Linked DNA regions of Mus musculus: region 2 is linked to region 1. A link is a contact called in public Micro-C data. All regions are on one chromosome and are shown on one strand. Each heading gives the region's core, a stretch centred on a gene start, on an enhancer-like site or on the middle of the called end of the contact. The rest is flanking DNA. Distances are from core to core; before and after follow the strand shown. Region 1 holds the start of Adamts20 (a disintegrin-like and metallopeptidase (reprolysin type) with thrombospondin type 1 motif, 20). Region 2 holds the start of Twf1 (twinfilin actin binding protein 1).

Evidence for each region. Hi-C and Micro-C count contacts between places; a contact is called where the count stands out from the background.
Region 2: a Micro-C map of embryonic stem cells shows a contact between it and region 1, with 3 times the contacts expected there. The contact joins the promoter of Twf1 here to the promoter of Adamts20 in region 1. A contact is called at or near these places in 2 of 484 Hi-C or Micro-C datasets (embryonic stem cells and muscle stem cells).

Annotation. Positions count from the first base shown.
Region 1 is chr15:94,401,252-94,407,497 of GRCm38.p6, reverse strand. Adamts20 (a disintegrin-like and metallopeptidase (reprolysin type) with thrombospondin type 1 motif, 20) reads left to right here and starts at 3,148. Exons shown (of 39, transcript NM_177431.5): 1 at 3,148-3,499; 2 at 3,948-4,309. The coding sequence starts at 3,409.
Region 2 is chr15:94,588,068-94,595,045 of GRCm38.p6, reverse strand. It overlaps Twf1 (twinfilin actin binding protein 1), which reads left to right and starts at 5,222. Exons shown (of 9, transcript NM_008971.4): 1 at 5,222-5,294; 2 at 6,741-6,818. The coding sequence starts at 5,270.

The DNA.
Region 1 (6,246 bases), core at 1,899-4,398:
TCTTCATAATAGTAATGCTTACAAAAACAAGTACTACTCAACAAAATCTGTCTAACCCCTGAATATATTAGCAGTTCTCATAATGCAAACTGGCTATCGAGCTTGTGTTTATCTCAATTGTCTGAATTACAAATAAAATGTATTTGGTATTAATAAGACTTTAATTTTTTTGAGTTGCTGCTGGTTTAAATAGTATATTAAATTTGAACTGGTATAAACAGTTCAACTCTCTTCTAGTAAAGGCTACATTTGAAACCAAAGAAACCTGGTTCTAACTTGGTGGATATCCCAGAGTAAATGACCTAATCTTTCTTTCTTGTCTCATGATATGGGCAGTGAGTAAATTAAATAAGGTAACTTTTCTGAAGTTTGTTAGGTCTGAGATATCAGAGGAATTCGATAAGTGGTACCTCTAAGAATGAATGTGAGGGGGAAAAAAGTTCGATTAAACAGCCATTGAGATGAGCTCATTTGTGAGAATTTTCCAAGTAGGGAAAGATAAATAAGAGACAACAGAAATGTCCCCAAATCAGACTAATATATGTAAAAAGTATTTGAATTCAGAAAAACCAGTATAGTAATCTATGTCCTATGTAAAAATAAACATTTATTTTCTGTAAAATGAGGGAAGTAATACTGTTCATTATCAAGTTTTACCAAGCTTTGAACCCTATGAACTACAATCATTGGTATGGCGAGCTATGCCTGTAAGTTCATACGTTAGGAGAGTAACTAACCACTTTCTGGCTGGATTTAAGAGCAAATGCATGCTGGCACTGTAACTATGGCTCCAGCGACATTGTTGCAGAGCTCACAGGCTCCAGGAGTGAAGCTATTACTATTATTCTGGTAAGCTCAGACAGTGTCAAACTGACTCTAAATTCCTGTCTGTATCAGTGCAGATCTGATTGGTGCAGATCTGATTGGGGCAGATCTGATTGGTGCAGATCTCAGCTCCTGTTAAGAGAAGTTTCTTCCTGCAGCAGGGAGGGGAGTGGTTAATAGGGAAGCTTGCAATTGGTCACAAGTGTTCGTGGTGTTCTTGGCTATGGATGGGAAACCTATATTACCTCCCCAGCAAGGCTCAGGGCCATTGTGGAAAAGGGGGTGGAAAGATTAGGAGAGCCAGGCAGGGACAGCTGAAGTGAAATTGTCTCCTGGACATGACAGTGTGGCTGCGTGTATACTTTCACGACAGCTGTGGCTGTCTGCATTAAATCTGCATTTAGTTCATGCAAGTCAACGTTCTAGCTTGGAGTGTGACCGGTGCATGGGCACACACCAGCTGTGGACAGGTCATTTCTGGGGGGACAGGAGTCTGTTTTCTATACCGGTGAGTTTCACTATAGTTTAACCGCACTCCAGTGAATGGCCCTATTAACCGCACTCCAGTGAATGGCCCTATTCCCAAGAGTAAGTAGACAATGCAAACTGGACTCCTCCGGAGGCTATTAAATAATAGGACACAAAGTTGCGAGAATACTGGCAAGTTGGGAGCAGACCTGGGAGGAGTTGGGGGCGGGGAAAGGCGGTGACTGGGGGCAGAACATATTGTATGGAATTCTCAGAGGATTAATTAAAATATATCTATAAGATTAGAGTGACACAGACAGCACATGAACTGTCCCATGAACACAATATTTCCAAAATGTCAGATGTGTTGAAAACGAAACGCTCCGTTACCAGCACTGCTTTGATGCTTTGAACCTTCAGCGATGAAAACAAGGTGTCTCTCAGCAGTCGGGTAGCAATTAGTGTGGTATGATTCTGGTTTCGGGTCTTTGTAGGTGGAAAGGCCTGGCTCCAAATGCCAAGATGTACTCAGAGCTGCATGCCATTAAAGTGCCCAGCGTGGAGGATGGTAAAGGTTAAACGCACAGTTGTGGGTAAAGTCCGTTGTTGTTCTCTTTAAGACCACCACATTCTAACCTAAACCTGCCATGCTCTCTAATTCTCTGGTGGATGGAATGGCACTGGTGGGAAAGTGGGAAGGAAAAGAGGAGCGAGTGAGGATTACCATACCACCACCCAGCTGGGGATTTCACCATCAAATATAAGTTTCGACTCTCCCTTCCTGAAACTCTTCTACTACCCGTGCTGCCAACAACAGAAGATTGATACCGGTGACATGGAAGGAGGGAACGTATGGTTAGAGGGCAATTTCCAAGGCCAAGAGCCCAGAGCGCAACAGTGACTGCAACAGTGACTGTAAGCCAAACTGAGCTGCAGTCACCCCGTTGTATCCGTGAAGGTTTGCCTTCCCTGGTTAATGGCCTTGGTTGGATTTCAAGGCTCCCAGCCCCTCTCCCCCGTTTTTTTCCGTTCTGGTAATAGAAGTAATTGCAGATCCTGCAAATCAAACAGGTGAGCTCAGGACACGAGAAGTACCCTTGAAAAGAAGCTGTTTTTCTCTTCATGCTAAAGTTTGTCCGTTGCAGTAGGGCCTGGCCTTGCGCACGGATTCAGAGCTACAGATATTGTTGACGAGAGTTAACATTGACAGAGGGCTTTCTTCACTCGGTGGAGAGATTGGTCCCAGAAACAGGCAGATGTTCCGTGGTTCTTGACATTTGTATGTTTTGGGGAGAGTCCTTTGTGCATATTTAAGCACAAAACCAAAGGCGCAGACAGGCAACAGTAATCACATGTGACTGGAGTTCTGGAGACTCCAATGACCTCCTTGAACTTCCTCAACCAAGAGAGATAGGTTAATGCAGTCATACACAAGTCTTCTAGCTCCGTATCCTCCAAACTCCAGAGTCTCCCTGCACACAGGGACCCTCAAAAAACTGAGCCTCACCACAAGCTCCATGGATAGCATCCGGTTACGGATGGTTATTTTGCGTGGGAAGCCGAATAGGACCTCTCAAACGTGAATTGCATAGGCCCCGGTCTGACACTTGTCATTTCACTCCGTGCTCCTATCACCTGTCAACGTGCGTGGGGTCTGGCTGGTCCTGGGGACGCGGAGCTGCAGCCAGGGAGGTCCCGGTGCGCGCGCCCGCGGGCGGGGCTGCGCGGGGCAGGGGCTGCGCGGGAGGCCGAGCCGCCGCGCCTCCCGCTGATTGGTCGACCAGGTCCTGGGGGGCGGGCCCTCCGCCGCCCCGCGCGCCCCGCTACTCTGGCTCGGTTCCCGCTGGGCCGGGCAGCGAGCGCTTCCCAGGGTGGCGCGGGAGCGCGGGGCGCGCGGGCCTGAGAGAGCCAGGCGGGCAGCGCGCGATGAGGCAGCGGCGCCGGGAGCGGGGACTGGCGGCGGGGCGAGGCGAGCCGGGGTGCAGTCCCGGGTGCTCAGGAGGCTGCTGAGACGCCGCGGAGAACCGCTAGAGCGCGGAGGAGGGCAGCGGAGCTCGGGGAGCCGGCGGCCCTGGGGCGGCCTCCCAGTCGGGATCCCCTCCCCTGTGTGCAGCCATGCGGGTGGCCAAGTGGCTGACCGGGTTGCTCTGCCCGATCTCGCTCCTTCTCACTGGGTCCTGGGAAGTTCGTTTCCACCCACGACAGGGTAAGGTCGCCGTGGGCGCTTGGGCCGGGTGCGAGTGGGTGGTGCAGACTGGTTGGAGACCCCAGGCCACCCAGCTCAGAGCATCCCCGAGGACTTTTTTGGTTGTCGTGGAATCTCTGGGGACACGCTCTCCTGATCATGCGGCGGGCACGCGTGGGGCATGGAGCAGCGTGCATCCGGACAACACGGGTTGCTGGAGGCTGGGAAGAGAAGAGGGGCTGGCAAGGAGGTGGCTGCGCTGGGTGGTGGGTGGCAAGGTCTGTATAGAGCATATAGGACCCGTGGGAAAGCAGTACATGCCCACGGTGCCCAGGTGTGTGCGTGTGTGTATATCTGTCGTGCCCCTGAGACTGACCAAAACTGGGGACCTTGGGTAGGGATGCTTGGCTCAAGAGCTTGTGGGTTGGACAGCGTCGGGGCTTCATAGACATTTCGCTGTGTGTTGCAGAAGCCCTGGTGAAGACTCTGGCCTCCTACGAAGTGGTGACCCCCACGCGGGTCAATGAGTTCGGAGACGTGTTTCCCCAGAACCGGCATTTCAGCCGGAAGAAACGTAGCTCCGGGGTGCCGGAGCCTCCTCCGTTCAGGACCCACTACCGAATCAGCGCCTACGGGCAGCTCTTCCAGCTGAACCTGAGCGCTGATGCGGCCTTCCTGGCTGCAGGCTACACTGAGGTGCACTTGGGGACCCCGGTACCTGGACCAGGCGGGCGCAGCACGGAGTCCCCAGACCTGCGCCACTGTTTCTACCGTGGCCAGGTCAACGCGCGAGAGGACCACACTGCTGTCTTCAGTCTCTGTGGAGGACTGGTAAGCCTGATTGTACCTCCCTATGAGTTTTCTCTGATCCAGGCCAGGGCTGTCTGGGGATTGGGGCATGGTGGGTGGTTCCTAGTAGGTTCCTTGGAGTCCTCAGAGACCACCAGAGAGAGGAGCCTAGACCACAGGCAGAGAGAGAGCATCTTTCATCCATTTGTCACGTGCTCCAGAGGCGCTCAGGAGTGGCCTCTGGGTTCTGCTTCTACAACCTCCGGGCAGGATTTTTATGGGCAGCTATTGGTGCCCAATCCCCTGAATTACTTAACCTTAGTAAATGTGTCAGAAAGGAAGGAAAAATTATTGAATATGCACAATTGAATAAAAAAAGGCTCCCGAGGCTGACAAGATTTGGGGAAAGTTCGTTTTGTTTCTGTATGGGGATGTCCATCCACGGAAGAAGGAAAAGGTAAATGCTAGCTGGATCTGGAAAGGTATGAAATATGTCCACAGATATAGTTGCTAGTGCCAGAGAACTAGAAACGACAAGAATAAACGAGAGGGAGTTTTGAAACTTCACTGGAGGGAGGGAGGGAGGGAGAGAGAGAGAATGAAATAAGACATCACTCCCTTGTTTCATTTGGTTTTTGGTTTTCTTCCTTGAAAACAGGTTCTTAATACCTCCTCCCATGACATATTTAGGAAGTCTGGACCAACCCAGAATCTCTTATCAGGACGGTCATTTTAAGTATGCAGCATCACATTGTTAAAATGAGAGTCAATTAACTAAAACATCACGATAGTACCAAGCTAATTCGTGATGCATGAATACGCACTTGCCTACAAATGCCTGAAATAGCGGAATCTGGCAGTCTCTGTGTTGTTACAGTTCGTGTGACGAGTGAAGCCATCATATTTGAGCGCTAATGTGCTGTGAGAACATCCTATGACGAACAAAGCTGCTCTGTCCTTGGTGTTACAGCCACAGAACTTAGCTACAAGTTTCTCGTGAGCCCAACATTTGCTTAATAAAATTGAACAGATCATACTTTCTGAGAGGTGTTCAGACAGTTGCACAAAGTCAACAGGGTTTATTATGTGTATCAAACATTGGTAGTAGTAGTTCTCTCCATGCAAAATGTAAAGATACTTCCACATGGGTTTGAGATGATGTCCTAGACAAGAGCCTTGGTAGTTACTCCTCTGGCTACTTAGCATTGATGTCCCGTTAACTTGATATAGGCTTTTACATCATGTTGGAAGAGGGCACCGCAGTTGAGAAAATACGCCTACCAGATTGGCCACAGGAAGCCTGTGATGTATTTTCTTAATTAGTGATTGATGTCAGAGGGCCAAGCTCATTGTTGGTGATGCCACTCTGGGGTTGATTGGTGGTCCTGGATGGTGGTAGCACCCTGGGATTGATTGGTGGTCCTGGATGGTATAAGATGGCAAGCTGAGAAAGCCATCAACAAGTGGGTGGTGGTCCTCTACGGCTTCTGCATCAGTTCGTACTTCTAGGTTCCTATCTTGAGTTTCTGCCCTGACTTCCATGGATGATGGACAACAAGCTGTAAGACAAAATTAACCCTTTCTTCCCCGGGTTGCTTTGCTCACGGTGTTTATCATAGTATTAACCCCCTAAGGCAATTGCTAGAATCTTTGGAAAGTCTTCTTATATATTTTTTTCAAGTTAGTATTTTGTTTGTTTGTTTTTGTGTTTGTGTGTTTTTGAGACAGGGTTTTTCTGTGTAGCCCTGGCTGCTCTGCAACTTGCTCTGTAAACCAGACTGTCCTCGAACTCAGAGATCTACCTGCCTCTGCCTCTGCCTCCTGAGTGCCAGGATTAAAGGCGTGTGTCAGTATGGTTGTATTTACCTAAAATACCTCCAATAATTTTTTCCTTTCTGCTGTAGATAAATGTAAAATATTTATGTCATCAATATAGCAGAAGCATCAATAACACAAACATTTATACTTTAAGGAAAAAA
Region 2 (6,978 bases), core at 3,973-6,472, 190 kb before region 1:
ACTTCCCAAACAGACTGCAAATCCTGAGCCCCAAATTCTTCATGCATGGAGTTGCAGGAGTCTGTTACAGTCTTCAAAATAGATAAAGAAAAGAAGAAAGAATGAAGAGGAGGAGGAAGAGGAGGAGGAGCAGGAGGAGGAGAAGAAGAAGGAGAAGAAGAAGAAGAAGAGGAGGAGGAGGAGGAGGAGGAGGAGGAGGAGGAGGAGAAGAAGAAGAAGAAGAAGAAGAAGAAGAAGAAGAAGAAGAAGAAGAAGAAGAAGAAGAAGAAGAAGAAGAAGAAGAAGAAGAAGAAGAAGAAACAGCTGTTCAGCTGTTCCCACAGTGGACTGATAGTGGACTAATTATTAGGGAACATCTCCCCCAAACCTCCACACACCATTTAAACATCAGCAGGATGTTGTTAGTAACATTCAAAAAGATAGAAGAGCATTTTGTGTTCAGAATGGTTCCCAAATATTCACACTAGCCATTTAAATCAACCCTGCCCCACTGCTCAGGAATATTAGAGACAGATGAAAAGAGATTTAGAATGTTGCTGCTGGAAATAAACAACATGGTGAGAATCTCATATATAATCCCATCTATGATCCCATCAATGACCCCATATATAATCAATCACATACGTAATCACACATACAGTCCTATATATAGTACATTAAACCCCTTGTTTCTATGTGTCTTCTCATACTTTGATTCTCATGAGCACATTTATCATGATCAACAGCTCTTTTGAAGCAAATGCCTCTGTTTCTTTTATTAGGAAGGCACCGACCACTTATTAGGGGCTCACTGGGGAGAGTAACAGAGAAATCACTGGCTTGAAGTGGTTCCAATCTTCAACCCAGTATCTTTGTTCTGTTTTTTCAATGGCTGTTTTGAAGATTGCAGAACCTGACTGGGATAAACATATCTCATTTCTCTTAAGTGTTTATGATCGCTTGATATCTATTGTGGGCCATTAGGAGTTATAGTTACACACAAATGATAAAAGTTACTTAATGTTTGATCTTCATTTTATGGCTTAGTGAGTTATTTTTATTATTCAATGCTTTATGAGTCTAGCTGTGTTATATAAGACACAGTAACAGTGTGGATTTATGAACACATTAAGGAATCAGCCTTGGATAATTGTTCTCGTTGATTAGGAATTCTATTTCAATTGCTTTAGTTATTTACTTATTCATTAAACAAGGTCTCCTGTAGCTGAAGCTGGCCTGGAGCTCACTATGTAGCTGGGTGGACCTTGAACTTTGGATCCTTCTGCCTCCACCTCCTGAATGCTGGGGTTTCAGATGTTTGCCACCAACTCCAGTGAGCCCTGGGGGATTTAACCCAAGGCTTCTACATGCACAGCAAGCACTCTGCAAACTCAGCTACATCAACATCCTGTTGGTTCTATGTTCTGATTTTGAAACATACTTGAAGTGGAAATGTCTGGTTTCTTTGGAAACTCCAAGCCTACACATACTATATAATAATATATTGTACAGGACCTGATGCTGTTATACACACACATATATGTATATATATACATATATATATATATATATATATACATATATGTGTATATACATATACATATATATATATATACACACATATGTGTATATACATATATATATATACCAATAGGTCAACAGACAAATATGACATGTATACATACATATATGGTAATATTTATATACATGACATACATATGTGTGTGTGTATGGCATATACACACCAATTGGTCAACAGACAAATATGACATATACATTTTTATGTGTGTATATGTATATACACACATATACATATATATTATACATATGGATCTTTTGCTTTTTTATGCTTTTAAAATTGAAGTGGAGGTTTGTTTGTTTGTGTTTTGAAGAAAGTCTAATTTCTGACATTTGGAAACCAGACCTGTTATCCTGAGCCTGAAGTCCCACTGGGGCATCAGTGAGCCAGAGCTGAACAGTAGATACCTCTTTTAAATAGAGCAGACCTGCACACATTTGGGTTTGTGACTTTAAATGCTTAGTTCTAACTACCAGCTATACCAGATCCTAAGTCTGTCTTCCAAGGGTGAGATCCCTCTCTGCTTTCATGGCCTTCCTGCTTTTGTGGCCTGGGGAAAGCAGCAGTCTGGCCCAGGCACCTTTGCACACACCTTTTCCTAGGAATTTGAAACTCGGCTTAAAGAAGCAATTTATTCTTTTTTACAACTAAATTACTTCCCAAGGATGTTTCAGTCTAAACAGTAAAAGTGTTTTGAAATAGACTTAGAAGGAAGTTCAAGGAACATCTTATTAGAGTTTGAGAGAAGAATAACAGGGCATGCGAGTTGTAAATTTCAGCCATTGCCAAGACAGACAAGAAAAAGGAGAGCTATGGTTTTTGAGTCACAGTTATGTCCACAAGCAGCTTCAGGAGGGGGGAGGTCTGGGGGACAGATGGCTAACTCTCCATCGTTCACCTGACCCACAGACACTGAAAGGAAAAAGAAGAGAGCCTGGAAGCTTTCTGCCTTTGAGCCTTGCTTAAATGTAAAGTGGAGGAAAGGAAAGTGGCCATTAGTGGGAAATGACAACCATAGAGTTGTCTTCTTGTAGGAGAGAGGCACTCACTGTGAGTTTATGGCTTCCTGATTCTCCTTGCACACAAGGTTGCAATGCAGGCTTTTGAGCATCTGTTCCTCCTTTCCACACAAGGAGGGTGTCCTTTTGTCAACACTTCTCCGTCTCCACTCTCCCTGAACAGTCCTGCAGGCAATCAGGCTCATCGGACACATTTGTAAGGTTCTGAGAAGAACAAATGTTCCCAGTCTAGCCTGATGTCACTGGACTCAACTGTGAGCCTCCAAATAATTTGGTAAATGTGCTTGTTAATGTTGCAATGTTTCATGATATTAAAAAACAAATGTGGGATTTTTTTTTTTTTTTTTTTTTTTTTTTTTTGAGAATGGGGAAGGGTAATAGAAGCTGAAAAGCCTAAGAGGTTCAAGAAAGAGAAGTCTCACAATTGTCTCTCCTTAGGATTAAAAATACTATGAGAGGCCTCAGGGGGTAGTGCATGCTTTAATTCCAGCACTCTGGAGACAGAGAGACAGAAGGAACTCTGTGAGTTCCAGGGCCAGACTGGTCTACAGAGCAAGCTCCAGGTCAGCCAGGACTACGCTGAGAAACCCTGTCTCAGTAACACAACAACAACATATAAAGAGGAGGCGATATCAGGACTCTGTTGAGGTCTCCGACCCTTGTAAATTTTACATAAACGACCGAGTCTGCAGAAAGAAAAGGCAAGGACTTGCTGGGGGATGACATGCAGGAACCAAACCTAATTGGGCTTTCTTCTTCTCAGGCTAAACACACAATGGTCCTTTCTAAGCATGGATATAGGAAAAAAAAATTTTTAAGTGTCATCAGTATTTTTTTTTAAGTAGTGTCAGCTTCTGTAATCAACAGGACATGAATCAGCTAAAAACCCTGCAAGCAAACCCTACAATTTTCCCCTTGTGCAACAACAGTTCAGTTAAAACTGGTAAATCAGGCTGGACCATTACGCCGCTGGGAAGACCGTGTTGGAATGGAACACCTCCCAAGGAAGTCCCCAAACCCAGATTTTATGGGGCTAATCCATGGTGTGAAGATCTGTTAAAGGAACCGAGTTGAGATCACAAGCACCAGCACACAGCATTTTTTTTTCCCTTATGGTCTCCACAAAGAAAAGCAGTTGCAGGCCTATTTAGTGGCTTATTTAAAATGCTTTATACTCGAAGAGGGACTCCATACCTTGTCATTATGTCATTTGCCTGAATCGAGTTTGAATATAAAAAAATAAATATATTTATTAGTCCAAGGCTTTAAAATCTAGAGCTAGAGTTCTACTTAGAAAACATACATAAAAATAAACAATAGAATAAACTTTCACAGGGGAATGCATGCCGATAAAAGTGTACAGTGAGAAAGAACGGTAACTCCTGTCTGCTGTTTCCATACAAATGTATTGCATCCAGGTAACTACGAACACACATTTGACTTGAAGCAATCAAAGGCTAACCTAAAGCAAAGCTCTGTTAATGGTTTCCAAGGGTAGAGCTGACCACAGAGAGATATTCAGGTCAGCTCAATGGCTCAGTGGTTTCACACTCAGTTCTTTGGGGGAACCAGAGAAAGGACAATGAGGTCTCTTAAAGTGCTATGAGCTGAAATTTCCAGAAAAAAAAAAAAGCCACCCCAAACCTGTTCAAGACTCAAAAAGGTTGCCTAGCTGATTAGAAGTGCCTGATTGTGTAGGACTGTGGTGTAGGTCCTAAGCTGAATTATCTTGGGCCATCCCAGTTACTAGCCACTTCTGAGTCCATCCTTGGAAATGTACAGACCACTTAGCTTCTCCCATTGAAAGGTTAAAGATGCCCTCTTCAGATAATATCTGAACCAGTAGCAGAAATTTCGCCACTTTGGGTATAGCCCCATGTCCCCACCAAATATATTTTAAAGATGATTTGTGATTTTCTTTTGTTCTGGTACTAAAAAAAAAATTCATAAGTCTGTTACCAAGTTGAAACATGATATTTGGGATGGGGTGTCACCTGAATTAGTGCCTCCTCCCCGCCTGATAGGGCACATATTTGATTTCAGAATAGACTTTTTTTTCTCTTTTTTGAGGTGAGAACAGTGGTTTTGTGTGATAGTGACCAATTGAAAAGTGAACAGCTTGAGATTCAAATCACGGGGAAAATAATGGAGAACTCTACAGTCTCTTATTTTAAAGTGGGCCAGGAGTGGTCTTGAGCCCCATCTTGCTTTGCAAATGTTTAACTGTTTTATCTTTCGCCTTAAAATGGTCTTTTCTTTACAGCAAAGGATATGTCTTTCATGTAGAAAGCGTTTGTTTCGGAAAATGGCCATTTTTCCCTCTAAAGCATTTTGATGAGGTGTGTCGCTGCGGCGTGTGATAGACACACAGCCCACTGCCAGAAGGTGCATCCTGGACAGAAACAGCAGCGGGGGGGGGGGGGGGGGGGGCAAGGGGGGGTGATTGCCGGGAAAGGGCATGGCCAATGGCTTAAGGGGCGGGGCTTGTGACGACAATGAAAGTAGCCAGTGAAAGAACAGGGGGCGGGATCCTAGGCGGGGTCTATGTCGCGCTGGAGAGCGGGGCTGGTGCTGGGGGCGGGGCTGAGAGTCGCGGGCCGATGACGCACAGGCGGAGCCGCTACTTCCTGGATCCGCCGGCCGGGGCCGCTACCGCACCCTGCGCCGGAGCCGGGAGCCTGGGGCCGCCGCCATGTCCCACCAGACAGGCATCCAAGGTAACGGCGCCACGGGGCAGGGGCTCCCGGGAGGCTGCGGGCCGGAACGCTGGAGGCGCGCACGGCATTGGAGCTGCTCTGGGTGCGACGGCCCCGACTGTGTCCCTCGCGGCCCTCCCCGGCGGCCGCCACGTAACAGGCCGGTGGTGGCTGCCAGAGAACCGAGGATGTGAGGATGTCCCGGGCGACCCCGCTGCATCCCGGCCCCCGTGCCGAGAGCAGGAAGACCGAAGCTGGCTGGGCTCCTGCCGCCGGCCAGCCGAGCGACTTTTTCCTCGGGACCCGCCAAAGGAGATTGCTCCAGCACTCAGATCGTTTGAAAACCAAACAGCTCCCACCGCTGTAGGCTGCCTCCCGAACTCCCCGGATTTTTCTCTCAGAACGCGGGTGTGCCTTCCTTCCGGAGAAATCCCGAGTAGGGAGTGTTTTTCCATCTTTGGATGCTTGCACCCCAGGCAGCTGCAAAGTCTGATCTGTGTAGCTGCACCTCATGAACCCCGTGGAGACAGTCGAATGTGCAGTTTACTTGTGTATCTTACTCGCCGTTTATTATTTCCTGGTTGGAAAATAGGCAACTTGGACGTACTCAACCTCCTACGGAATCAAATAATATATCCCGGGGTTATTTAACGAGTTCTAATATAAACTAGAGCACTTCCCGTAATAGTTAACCGAGCCTTTCCCCCGGGTGACCACTTAATAACTTGTTTTGTGTTTTAAGGGTTTTTGACACTACCACTTAATTCTGTGCACATGCAGGCAAAAATAGTCTCCGATCTAACAACACTTAATCTCCCCCGTGTTACTTATGACATTTAAATATATCAAAATTATTGTTTAATGTTTGAGCCTTTTATATAACAAGACATAAATATTAGTCTTGCTTGGCAATCAACAACACAAGACCGAATTTGAAGCAATGATGACTACACAAGGGATAGGTTATTAAATGTTTATTTCCTGGGTGGCTTCTATAACTTTTTACAAAGAGATGCAAGAAAAATGTAAGATCTAGTGTATTTTACAGGTTTTTTCTTTAATCAGTATATGAGATTTGATCCTGTTGTTCTTGATGGACAGATACAGGACATGATTTGATGAAGGAGCACACATCACAAACTTAAAATTGGACTATTAGAAGCAACTTGTTAACATTTTCAAACATGGAGCAATTTGTCTGTTACTGGGTTTGACTGAAAGCATTCACCCTAGTGTTACTTCTGCTACTGAGTTCTGTGGCTAAAATGTTGAAGTTCCTGTACTTCTAAATGCTAGTATTTAGTTTTTGCTCCTCGCCAAGGCCGGTATTTTATGCTTCTGTTTTATAGTAACAATAAGAAGGGCCTGTATGCTCCACATGTTTCTTTAATTTATGTTTTCTTTAGGTGAATACAAACTAAACTACTTCTAGGTTTAAACACTTTTTCCCTTTATCATTTTCCACAGCAAGCGAAGATGTCAAAGAGATCTTTGCCCGAGCCAGAAACGGGAAATACAGACTTCTGAAAATATCTATCGAAAATGGTTAGTTAACAGTTTTAAGATACTCTGTGCCCCTGGAGGGTTAGCTGTTACAGTTTCAGGTTTCCAAGCCTTATGAGTAATTTGAACTATTAATCAGCATGAAGCAAGTTCAGAGCTTGCCTTTCAGCCTGTTTTCCTTTTAAACTGGGGGCGGCCATTG